Regions from separate parts of the Ovis aries genome. Here region 1 is linked to region 2. A link is a contact called in public Hi-C data. All regions are on one chromosome and are shown on one strand. Each heading gives the region's core, a stretch centred on a gene start, on an enhancer-like site or on the middle of the called end of the contact. The rest is flanking DNA. Distances are from core to core; before and after follow the strand shown.

Region 1 (5,187 bases), core at 1,306-3,805, 130 kb before region 2:
TTCCCTGCTGAGCCCTGCCCTCTGCTCCTGCACACGGGGCACAGAGCCTGGCTGGCGGGGAGCAGCCACCCTCTGGTTTCTAACACAGCTCGCTCCTGGTGAGGTCGGAGTCCGTCTGGCCTCCTTCCTCAGTGATCGAGGCCCTGTGCTCTCCTGGACAACTTTTCCTCCAACTTCATGGTGCTCTCCAGCCTCTGCCCCTCCCTGCCCCATCCTCAAGGCCCAAAGAATAAGATTTGCCTTGGCCAAGGTAGGGCTTCTCTGGGGGCTCAGCGGGTAAAGAATCCACCTGCAATGCAGGAGACCCAGCTTCAGTTCCCGGGTCGGGAAGATCCCCTGCCAAAGGGAATGGCAACCCACTCCAGTATTCTTGCCTGGAGAATCCCATGGACCGAGGAGCCTGGTGAGCTACAGTCCATGGGATCTCAGAGTCGGAGGCGACTGAGTCCAATGTAGCCATCCTTGAATAAATCTGCATGACTGGGACAATAATTTGACCTTAATAAAAGTTTAGGGAAAAAATGAAAACCAAATCTTTAAAATTCGTATTTCCTGCCTCTTTCTCCCCTTATTACTCTGCCCCAAAGTCTTAACCTAAATAAGGAAGAACTTAGGAGTGGTGAAATGTTTGGAAGGGTGCTAGTGTGTCCATGAGTGGGGTACTGCGTTTCATTGCGCCAGGCCTTGACTTTGTGGTGCACACATAAGATGGCCATCCACAGCATGAATGAATGCCTCTGTGTGTGTGTGTGTGTGTGTACATGTGTACATGCGCATCACTGGCCCCAGAGTCAGGAGGCCTGGACTGTGTTCTCAGCTCCATCACCAGCGTGTGACAAGTGCCCTCCCTTCTCTGGACTTCAGTATCCTGACGGCAGGATGAGGTCTCCATGGTTTTGTTGCTCTGTGAACACTCTAGATGGCTCATGACTAGGCTCCTGTAGATCCTTCCAGGGCCAAGAACAGCCTTTCATTACAAAGTTGGAGTGCAGAGGCCAAGAGATTGGGCAGGTCTTCAGAAGCACCCCAGCATCTTAGAGCTGGACGGGATCTTAGGAATCATATCCTGTTTCCATACGGGTCTCCGGGTTCTGTGAGGTCAACGGGAAGTCTTGTTAACAATGCAGATCTTTATCATTTTGCTCCTATCAGAATCAAATGGACCAAATCTGACTCTTGGTCAGGGCCAAGGCCTAGGAACTGCATTTTATCAAGTTTCCCAGGTGATTCTCAGGCAGCTGATGTCAGGACAGTAGATGAAGAGTCTCTGCTGAAGAGTCTCTGCTGTAGTCTGCATCCCTCATCGGACAGACGCCCTGAGCTGGGAAGGGGATGTGCCCAGGCATAACAGCAGCTTCATGTTCGTCCTGTGCCAGGGACGATGGAAACGCTTTACCAGTGTCAACTCTTTTAAACTCCATGACACCCTCAAGGAGATCCTGCGATCCTCCCCATCTACAGATGAGGAAAGGGACCCCCTTGGGAGGTCAAGGAACTTGCCCAGTTCCACTCAGCCAGGAGGTTGCGTCCCAAGGTTCCGGGTGAGTTACTGACCCCAAAACTAGGATCAGACCCAGCCCAGAATGCAGGGCTCATCTGCCAGGAGGTTGATGGGTTTCCAGAGACCAACCTGCTCCTGAAACAAAACTCACCTCTGCCGGGGCTCATCCCACCCTCTTCTTTTTAATTTTTTCTTTTTTCTAAGTGAACGAAACAGAAACATCAGAAAATACAAGAAGTGAAAAGGAAATATATTTCCGTCACCCAGAGGTGACAATGATGTTGATAATGATGACAGATGTGACTCTAGTCCTGACCACAACTGACAGCTGCTGAACACCCCAGCCTTTGCTCTGCACCTCACATGCATTTTCTCATTAAGCCCCTTCAACACCCGAGGAAGCTGAGCACTGTTTACACCTGGATTTGTTTCCTCTGTGGTCAGATACAACATAACTTCGACACATTAACATTTTAAAGATCTGTTTGTACCATACACTCTTCTTTTTGCCTTGTCACAAAACAAATTGTCATAAGCATCAGTTCAGTCATTCAGTTGTGTCCGACTCTTTGCAACCCTGTGGACTGTAGCACGCCTGGCTTCCCTATCCCATCACCAACTCCCAGAGCTCGCTCAAACTCATGTCCATCAAGTTGGTGATGCCATCCAACCATCTCATCCTCCGTCGTCCCCTTCTCCTGCCTTCAATCTTTCCCAGCACCATGGTCTTTTCCAGTGAGTCATAAGCATCATTCCTTGTCAAAAAATGTGTTGACCCCACCTCTCTGAGTCCCCATTTCATATCACACCCACTGCAGTTTGAGGCTGTTTGTGAAGGGTCCAGCATAGTTCTGGGCAGAAGGCAGGTGCTCCACATAAAAAGCTGTCTCTTCCGGAGGAGCCTCGTGGGCTACAGTCCACGGGGTCGCAAAGAGTCGGACACGACTGAGTGACTTCACTTCACTTCACTTCACTTCCATGTAGTTACAAGGAAATCTACAGGCCACCCAGGCTGTTTCATGTCAGGTTTGCTTCTGGCCACCAGATGGCGGTATAGCCCCTCAGAATAAGCTGAGGCTGCAGCTGGGAGAACCTCAAACGCTAAGGCTGCCCCCGGAGACTGCCAGGGCCCCTTGCACCCACCTGAGTCCCTGCCCCTGCCGCCCACCCCACACCACATGGAAGCCTGTTGGTGACCTAACATTCTTCTTCCCCAGTTTGGAGGGATGTGTCCCAGAAAGGAGAGTCGTTTGCTCATTTATTTTTCAACCTTGCTGAGTGCTGACAATGTCCCCCGACTCCAGGGTTCAGGCTTTAAGAGACGTTGTGGTTCACTGGGTTCTCAGTCTCCTCTGTACAAATGGGCTCTAAAAATAGCTCAGACTCAGGGGTGACCTGTGAAAACCTGATGCTGTGTAAAGGAAGCCAGACACAGAAGATCACATGTCTGGCATGGTTCCATTTATATGAAATGCCCAGAATAGGCGAATTCATAGAGAAAGAAAGCGGATGAGCGGTTGCCAGGGCCTGGGGGAGGGCGGGATGGGGAGTGACTGCTAATGAGTCTGGGATTCCCACCTGGGATGATGAAAAGATTCTAGAACTAGATAGTGGTTATTAAGGGCCAAATTGTGTCTCCCTCCCCCCAAAATAAGACCGTAAGTCTGGGACCTGATCCCATAGAACCATGTCCTTAGAAGAAGGGACCCCAGAGGTGATCAGGAGGTGGGGACCAGGCTCCCCTGGCTCCTAAGGGGTGGCCTCAGTGAGCTCACCTGCAGGATCCCTGGACATGTGAATCGGACGCTGACACTGTCTGCCCTCCTCCTTGTGCCTTCAGGACAAAAAATATCCTGTGTTCTGAGCGCCAGAGCCGGCCTCACCATCTCCTGAGAACCCTCTAAGCCGCCTGGGCCTGGCCCAAGATGTGCTGACAGAGAAGAGAAAGGAATTGTGAAAATCCCGTCTCTCTCACAAAACCCTGGCTTTTGAATCTATTGTCTGACTGCAGGATTCATTCTGCATGCCAGAGTCAAAACAGGACCTGGAGCCTTTTTTCTTCGCTTCCTCTGTGACATTCCTAACCCCACCCCCATCCCCATCCCCACCCAAGGCAGATGGATGTTTTTGATCATCAGGGAGGAAGTTCTCAGAGGCAAACAGAAACAAAATGAATAATTTTCCGAATAATATCTTTTAAACATACATCATGCAAAAGTATAAACGTGGTTCAGTCTGGGGCCAACAGCAGTGCAAAATAATTGTTGTCTATAGACAGACCCTCTCCTGTCCAGCAGAGGCCCAGCTGGCTTCTCCCCTGATGTAAAAAGCCAGTCCTGTCTCCATTTCATTTCAATATTCCTGACCTGAAAATAGGTCTGTTCTTTGGATTCTCTGTTGAACCAGCTAGGACATCTGCCCAGCTCCCTCCCTGATTAACGTGTTAAATAAAATCTTCAACACGTATTCATTCTCACCTCTCTGTGAGAGGTATGATTTTTCCTTTTTTTTTTTTTTTTCTTTTGGAAATTATTTCTGACAGACTTCAGAAAGTAAAGCTTGGTCCAGACATAGACAAAATTTTCTCTTCTTTATTTCGTGCCTGAATTTGGTAGATTTCCAAGCCTAGAGTGTTATTAGTTTGCCAGAGCTGCCAAAACACAGTACTGCAGACTGGGCACTCAAACAGCAAAAATTGGTTTTCTCACAGTTCTAGAGGCTGGGAGGCTGAGATCAAGGGCTTGGTTGATCCCTTCTGAGGCCTCTCCCCTTGGCTTGAAGATGGCCATCTTCTCCCTGGGTCCTCACAAAGTCATTCTTCTGTGGTTATCTCTGTCCTGAATGCCTCTTCTCATAAGGACACCAGTTCTATTGGATCAAGGCCCACCCATATGACCTCATTTTACCTTAATCTCCTGTATAAAAGCCCTGCCTCCAAATACAGTCACATTCTGAAGTCCTAGAGGTTAGAACTTCAACATGGATTTGGAGGAGAAGGGGTCGTAATTCAGCCCATAACATAGAGCAAGAAACAGAACAGGCTGGAGTGCATGGCGCGGAATCGTGCTGGGTGACCCAGCGGAGGGAGCTGGGCCCTTGCCCCCAGGGGCCACAGACAGAATAGTGCTGAGGTACCCACTCCACTCGTCTGCCTGTGATTCCCAGAGACGACAGCAGCAAGGCCAGTGGCAGACCGGTGCTACTGCTAAAGGAGGTGGGTCATTTTACTTTTGGTCCCTGAGATTCTCCAGTTCCTTGGCTGTAGACTGCCTGACCCTTCAACTGTAGGGAAAAGAGAAATGGGACTATGGGCTTTGAGCACTGACGCTGCTTCCCGCCTGCTGACCTGCTGGGGCTGGTTTGGCTTCAGGGTTTCAAGCAGGCTTGGCCATGAGATCTTTAATCCATCACATGGCAGGTGGATGCCCAACCCACAGAGCCGAAGAAACCAAAACGCTTTGATTCATGCAGGGTGGAGCCAGAACCCTGTGTGCTCAGCGTCTCATCCTTCTATGCCCCACCAGCCTTGACCCTGAGGGGGCTCCGTGAGATCCCCAGGGACTCCAAGAAGCACACTGTGGAGACGCCTGCCCTTGGGGACACTGCTGGGCGTGCCGCCACATTTCCTGCCTCCTGACCTCTGCAAATCAGCACAGGGTGGTTCCATTACCTCATTAGTTATTAAG
Region 2 (4,948 bases), core at 1,780-4,279:
ACACCCTGCAGTCAAAGGAAGCATCTCTCCCAGACGACTTGCTGGAGGGCAGCTAATTGTCATCTCTGCGCCTAATCAGCGGGGTCAAGCCCAAGCCCCAAACGCAGCACTCGAGGCCCTTCACAGTGCAGCTCCAGAAGTCCCGAGGGGCCTCAGTCCTGCCACGCTCCCCACCGACCACAAAGACCACAATGACTCCTTACCGATTAGCCTCCCTTCACCAGAGCGCCACAAGCTCCTAGAGGGTAAAGGGTCCTCCCCTTTCCCCAGAGCCTGTCAGGCACAAAAACTTTCACTGCCTGTTGAATAGATAGTGGGCACTGAATAATGCAGGCTTCCCACGTGGCTCAGTGGTAAAGAACCCACCTGCCAATGCAGGAGACGCAAGAGATGCAGGTTGGATTCCTGGGTCTGGAAGATCCCCTGGAGGAAGAAATGGCAACCCACTGCGGTATTCTTGCCTGAAAAAGCCTATGGACAGAGGATGGGCCCCAGTCTCATGGGATCACAAAGAGCTGGGCATGACTAAGTGATTAAGCACACATGCACTGAATAATACCCTAAGGATTACACCTACTGTGGTAGGCAAGGGAATGCTATACACCCTCCTCCCAAAGATGTCCAAGTCTTATCCCCAGAACCTGTGAATTTATTATGTTACATGGCAAAGGGGAATCACTGTGGCAGAAGGTAATAAGATGCTCATCAGCTGAGCTTAAAATAGGGAGATTACCCTGGATTTACGCTGGAGTATCCAGGGAGGTCCATGAATGGAGAATAAGGAGGCAGAAGAGAGAGTCAGAACGATGCAACGCGAGGACTCGATCCAACATTGCTGGCTTTCAAGACAGAGGAAGGGAGCCCAGGGATGAACGCCACGTCTGCATGCTGGAAAAGGCAACTTAGTGGGACCTCCCCTAGCGGCTCCAGAAGAGAACAGAACCCTGCCCACACCTTGATCTCAACCTAGGGAGTCCCATTGTGGACTTCAGACCCACAGAACAAGAACACAATACATTTTTGTCATTTTAAGCCACTAAATTGATGGTAACTTGTTACAGCAGCAACAAGAAACTAACATACTGCATCTCAGTTTGGGCTGCTATAACAAAACACCACAGGTTGGGTAGCTTACACAACCAACACTTATTTCTCTCGGTTCTGGAGGCGGGCAGGTCCTGGCCAACGTGTCGGCATATCTGGGGCCTGGGGAGGGCTCTCACCCTAATTTTAGACAGCTGCCTTCTTGACGAGTCCTCACATGGTGGTCTCGAATCTCTTCCTCTAAGGACACCGATCCCATTCAAGGGGGCCCCGCCCTCATGATCTAATTAGGCACCGAAGGCCTCACCTCCATACCATCCCGTTGGCTATCAGGGCTTCAATTCTGGGATGACACAAACATTCAGTCATAGTGTATCTGACATAGCAGAAAGCCTTATATGAGACAGCCTTTTTTTTCTTTTTAAAGGAGTCATAATGTTTTCAATAAAGCTTTAAATGTCCAAGGGAATCCACTGCACAGTCTAGACACAGAAGCTCCCCTCTTTAAGTTCCCCCTCCCGCATCTTTAGCTAGGTTCAGTCTGCCAGGGTGGAATGGTGTGTGGGGGTGAGTGCCAAGAACAAGAAGCCCCTCAGAAAACTTGATTACAAGAAGTTTCACTTAAAGTATAACAAATGTGATCCCTATTTCTTATGATACCTGGGATTTGCTTGAATATAACATGGATGGACAGTAACACCTGAAAGAGGATCAGTCATGAGTTGACAGCTGAGTGGGGGTAGGGGCAGACTCCTTATAAATACTGTCTACTTAAATACACACTTGATAGCTTTCTTAACGAAACATTATTTTTTAAAATCTCCCATTTTTCGCTCTCTTTTAACATGTTTGGTGATTCTGAAGTACAGATTTTCTGCTGCCAAACTAGTAATAACCCATACTTGAACAAGCAACCCAACCCACCTCAGATCTCTAGCTAGTTTATTTCTAAATAGACTTTAGCAAGTTTTTGCTTAAAATTCCACTTAAGACTATTAATACCACTTAAAAAAAAAAACACCCTACCAACCCCAAAACCTTCACCAAGAGTTTACTATGTGCCAGGCTCTATTCCAAGATCTCTGCATGAAATGCGTTAGCTCATGGAACTCTCCCAGCAATCCCGAGATGAGTAACATCATCACACCTGTTTTAACAGATAAGGAAACTGAGTCAGAGAGCTGGTAAGTAATCTGCTCAGGGACACATGGGGTGAAGCCTGGATGGAACCCAGTATTCTAAGTTACCAGACTGGAGTTCTTAATGTATGCACAGATTCTTGGCAGGTGGCAAGTTCAGTTTTTCAGCATAGTAGTCACGAAGGGGGACGCTTGGGAATTCAGAAAAACACCCAGCGAGCAACGTCAGGCTGTTTCTTCATGCATCTGTATTCAACAGTGCACTGCACATCTGACGTCACCCCACAGTGATGGGCACTTACAGAGCGCCCGCTGTGTGTGCCAGGAAGCTAGTGAAATGCTTGCTTCGTGCTGGCATTGGCTCCCCTATAACCAATCGGATGAATTAGACGTTGCCCCCATTTCTATTTTATAAACATGGAAACTGAGGCCCACGTGAGCTAACAGGCTAATAAGGGGCAGGACTGGCATGGATCACAGGTCTATATGACTCAAAGGCTAAGTTATTTATATCATCAAAAGGTCAATAAACTGTTACTACTTATCTTATTTAATTTTGGCTTTTTTTTTTCACAGAAATATAAACTAGGTTTCATGTGAGTTATTTATAGACACTGATTTTTAAAATGTTTTCAACCACAGTGGATACAGAAAGCTCTACAAGAGAGATTTTTTTGAATGTTTCCACACAGAGCACTCATTTTAAAAGTCACTCAAAGTGGGAACATGCACATATATATCCAAAGCGACTGTTTTCCCCACTGAAGTCTCCTCCTCCAAGCCCATCTGTTATTCCCAGTGTTGTCAACACAGGAGGCTTGGAATTGCTAAGTACTGTCGGGATGCTGGGAGGAAGGCCCACAGATGTGTGCCAGGAACCAGGACTGTCATAGAGACTGGTGGTGCCACGGTAACTGTTCACCCTGAGTACCAACCATCAAACTGCCATCAAAACAAGGTTTAAACAAGGAATGAAGGCAACCTCCAGGGCTGGGTCTCTTCCCCCTGTCTAAGTTCATCTACCTCCACCCATAGTGCAGGGCAGGATATCAGCAGAGGAGCAGACTCCTGGCAAAAGACTGTGGAGTTTGGGTGGAGCAGGGCAGACAGCAGAGAAATGGGTAAGAAATCCAGGGAGTTGGCTGAGCTTCTTGGGTCTCATCTCTGCTCAGTCTCTGCTACTTCCTCTGAAAGGGACACTGATGCCCGCCTCGTTAGGCTTCAAGGGACCCCAGCTGGATGAACTTCCTCTTCTGTTTCTCAACCCCTCCCTCCCATGTCCGAGAGAAGAGGACTGGCTGGGGTAGGGTCTGGAGAGGGCAGGGAGCAGGCTCCGCTCGCTCGCAGCCAGGCAGCAGAGGGTGTCTGCTCCAGCTCCACCCACATCTGGCCACAAAGCTACAGCCTGGTTCTCCGTTTGGCTTTTTCACGTTCTGACTGCTTATTTCTTTCAGGTAGCTCCAAAACTTGCTGGGGGAAAATGGGTGTTTTTAATAAAATCCCTAAACTCTTAACCTTTGCCAACTGAAATTTTGAGCAAGTTGCTTAATCTCTCTGAGCTTTACTACAAAGGGAGGGCAATAAACATGCTTCTTTAAAAGCAGAAGCAGCAGCACGAGTTGACAGAGAACTCTCATTACGCGCATGCTGTGTGGCAGGCACCAGCCGAACGCTGTCCGTCCACCAGCGCATTTGTTCGCTCCTCCTGATAACCTCTTGGGACAGGTTTCGCTATAATCCCACTTCACAGATGAGAAGACACTGAAGTAACGCATTTCATATAAATGGTTCAAAATAAACGGGGGACTGTGATGCCCAACCCAAGGACCTGTGTGCTTTCAGCCTCTACAAGTCCACCCATGAAGACAGCCCTACCGTCCCATCCAAGCACAGGGCATCTCTGAGGGCCGCTTTCATCACAGGGCACACAGAACGTTTTGAGATCAAAAGTACTCAACGCTGAGATGCCCTGTTCAGGTCAAACGCAATGTCAACAGCTACGGGTCAGTGCAGAGCCAACAGCCACCCTCCAAGGCCTGCTGGGATCTGGCTTCTCCACAAAGCTGATACTCAACCAAGCAATTGTTTAAACTCCATTCTAAAACGACAGGCATTCATCTGGCCCATCCTTTTCTTTCTCTGAAGATAAACCAAGTTCATTCTTAAGTGACTGAATTTTAATAAGGCTCATTTCAAAAGTCATGAAGACATTGGACTTCCCCACACAGCACATCTACCATATACACAGAGTGATTATAAAACAGTAGCCAGTGGTCCCAGTGCATCTGACAGGGAAAAACATGCTCACATTACCTGATATCACACATAAAGCTTTTACCAGGAGAGACCAAGCAACAGTTAGAACTGGACATGGAACAACAGACTGGTTCCAAATAGGAAAAGGAGTACGTCAAGGCTGTATATTTTCACCTTGCTTATTTAACTTCTATGCAGAGTACATCCTGAGAAACGCTGGGCTGGAAGAAGCACAAGCTGGAATCAAGATTGCCGGGAGAAATATCAATCACCTCAGATATGCAGATGACACCACCCTTACGGCAGAAAGTGAAGAGGAACTAAAAAAGCCTCTTGATGAAAGTGAAAGAGGAGAGTGAAAAAGTTGGCTTACAGCTCAACATTCAGAAAACGAAGATCATGGCACCTGGTCCCATCACGTCATGGCAAATAGATGGGGAAACAGTGGAAACAGTGTCAGACTTTATTTTTTTGGGCTCCAAAATCACTGCAGATGGTGACTGCAGCCA

Evidence for each region. A called contact is a pair of places that touch in the nucleus more often than the background predicts.
Region 1: a contact with region 2 is called in a Hi-C map of hypothalamus, with 4 times the contacts expected there. The contact joins two enhancer-like sites. A contact is called at or near these places in 4 of 16 Hi-C or Micro-C datasets (hypothalamus, liver and tail adipose tissue).

What each region holds. Positions count from the first base shown.
Region 1 is chr6:105,460,204-105,465,390 of ARS-UI_Ramb_v3.0, reverse strand. No RefSeq gene overlaps it. Among named protein-coding and RNA genes, the nearest start is that of ZBTB49, 31 kb to the left of the region's middle. Within about 2 kb of position 2,555, at least 11 of the 54 cell types and tissues checked have an H3K27ac peak or open chromatin away from gene starts, as enhancers often do. A contact at or near this core is called in hypothalamus, where this site is marked.
Region 2 is chr6:105,328,257-105,333,204 of ARS-UI_Ramb_v3.0, reverse strand. All of the region lies in intron 1 of STX18 (syntaxin 18), which reads right to left. Among named protein-coding and RNA genes, the nearest start is that of TRNAC-ACA, 52 kb to the right of the region's middle. Within about 2 kb of position 3,029, at least 11 of the 54 cell types and tissues checked have an H3K27ac peak or open chromatin away from gene starts, as enhancers often do. A contact at or near this core is called in hypothalamus, where this site is marked.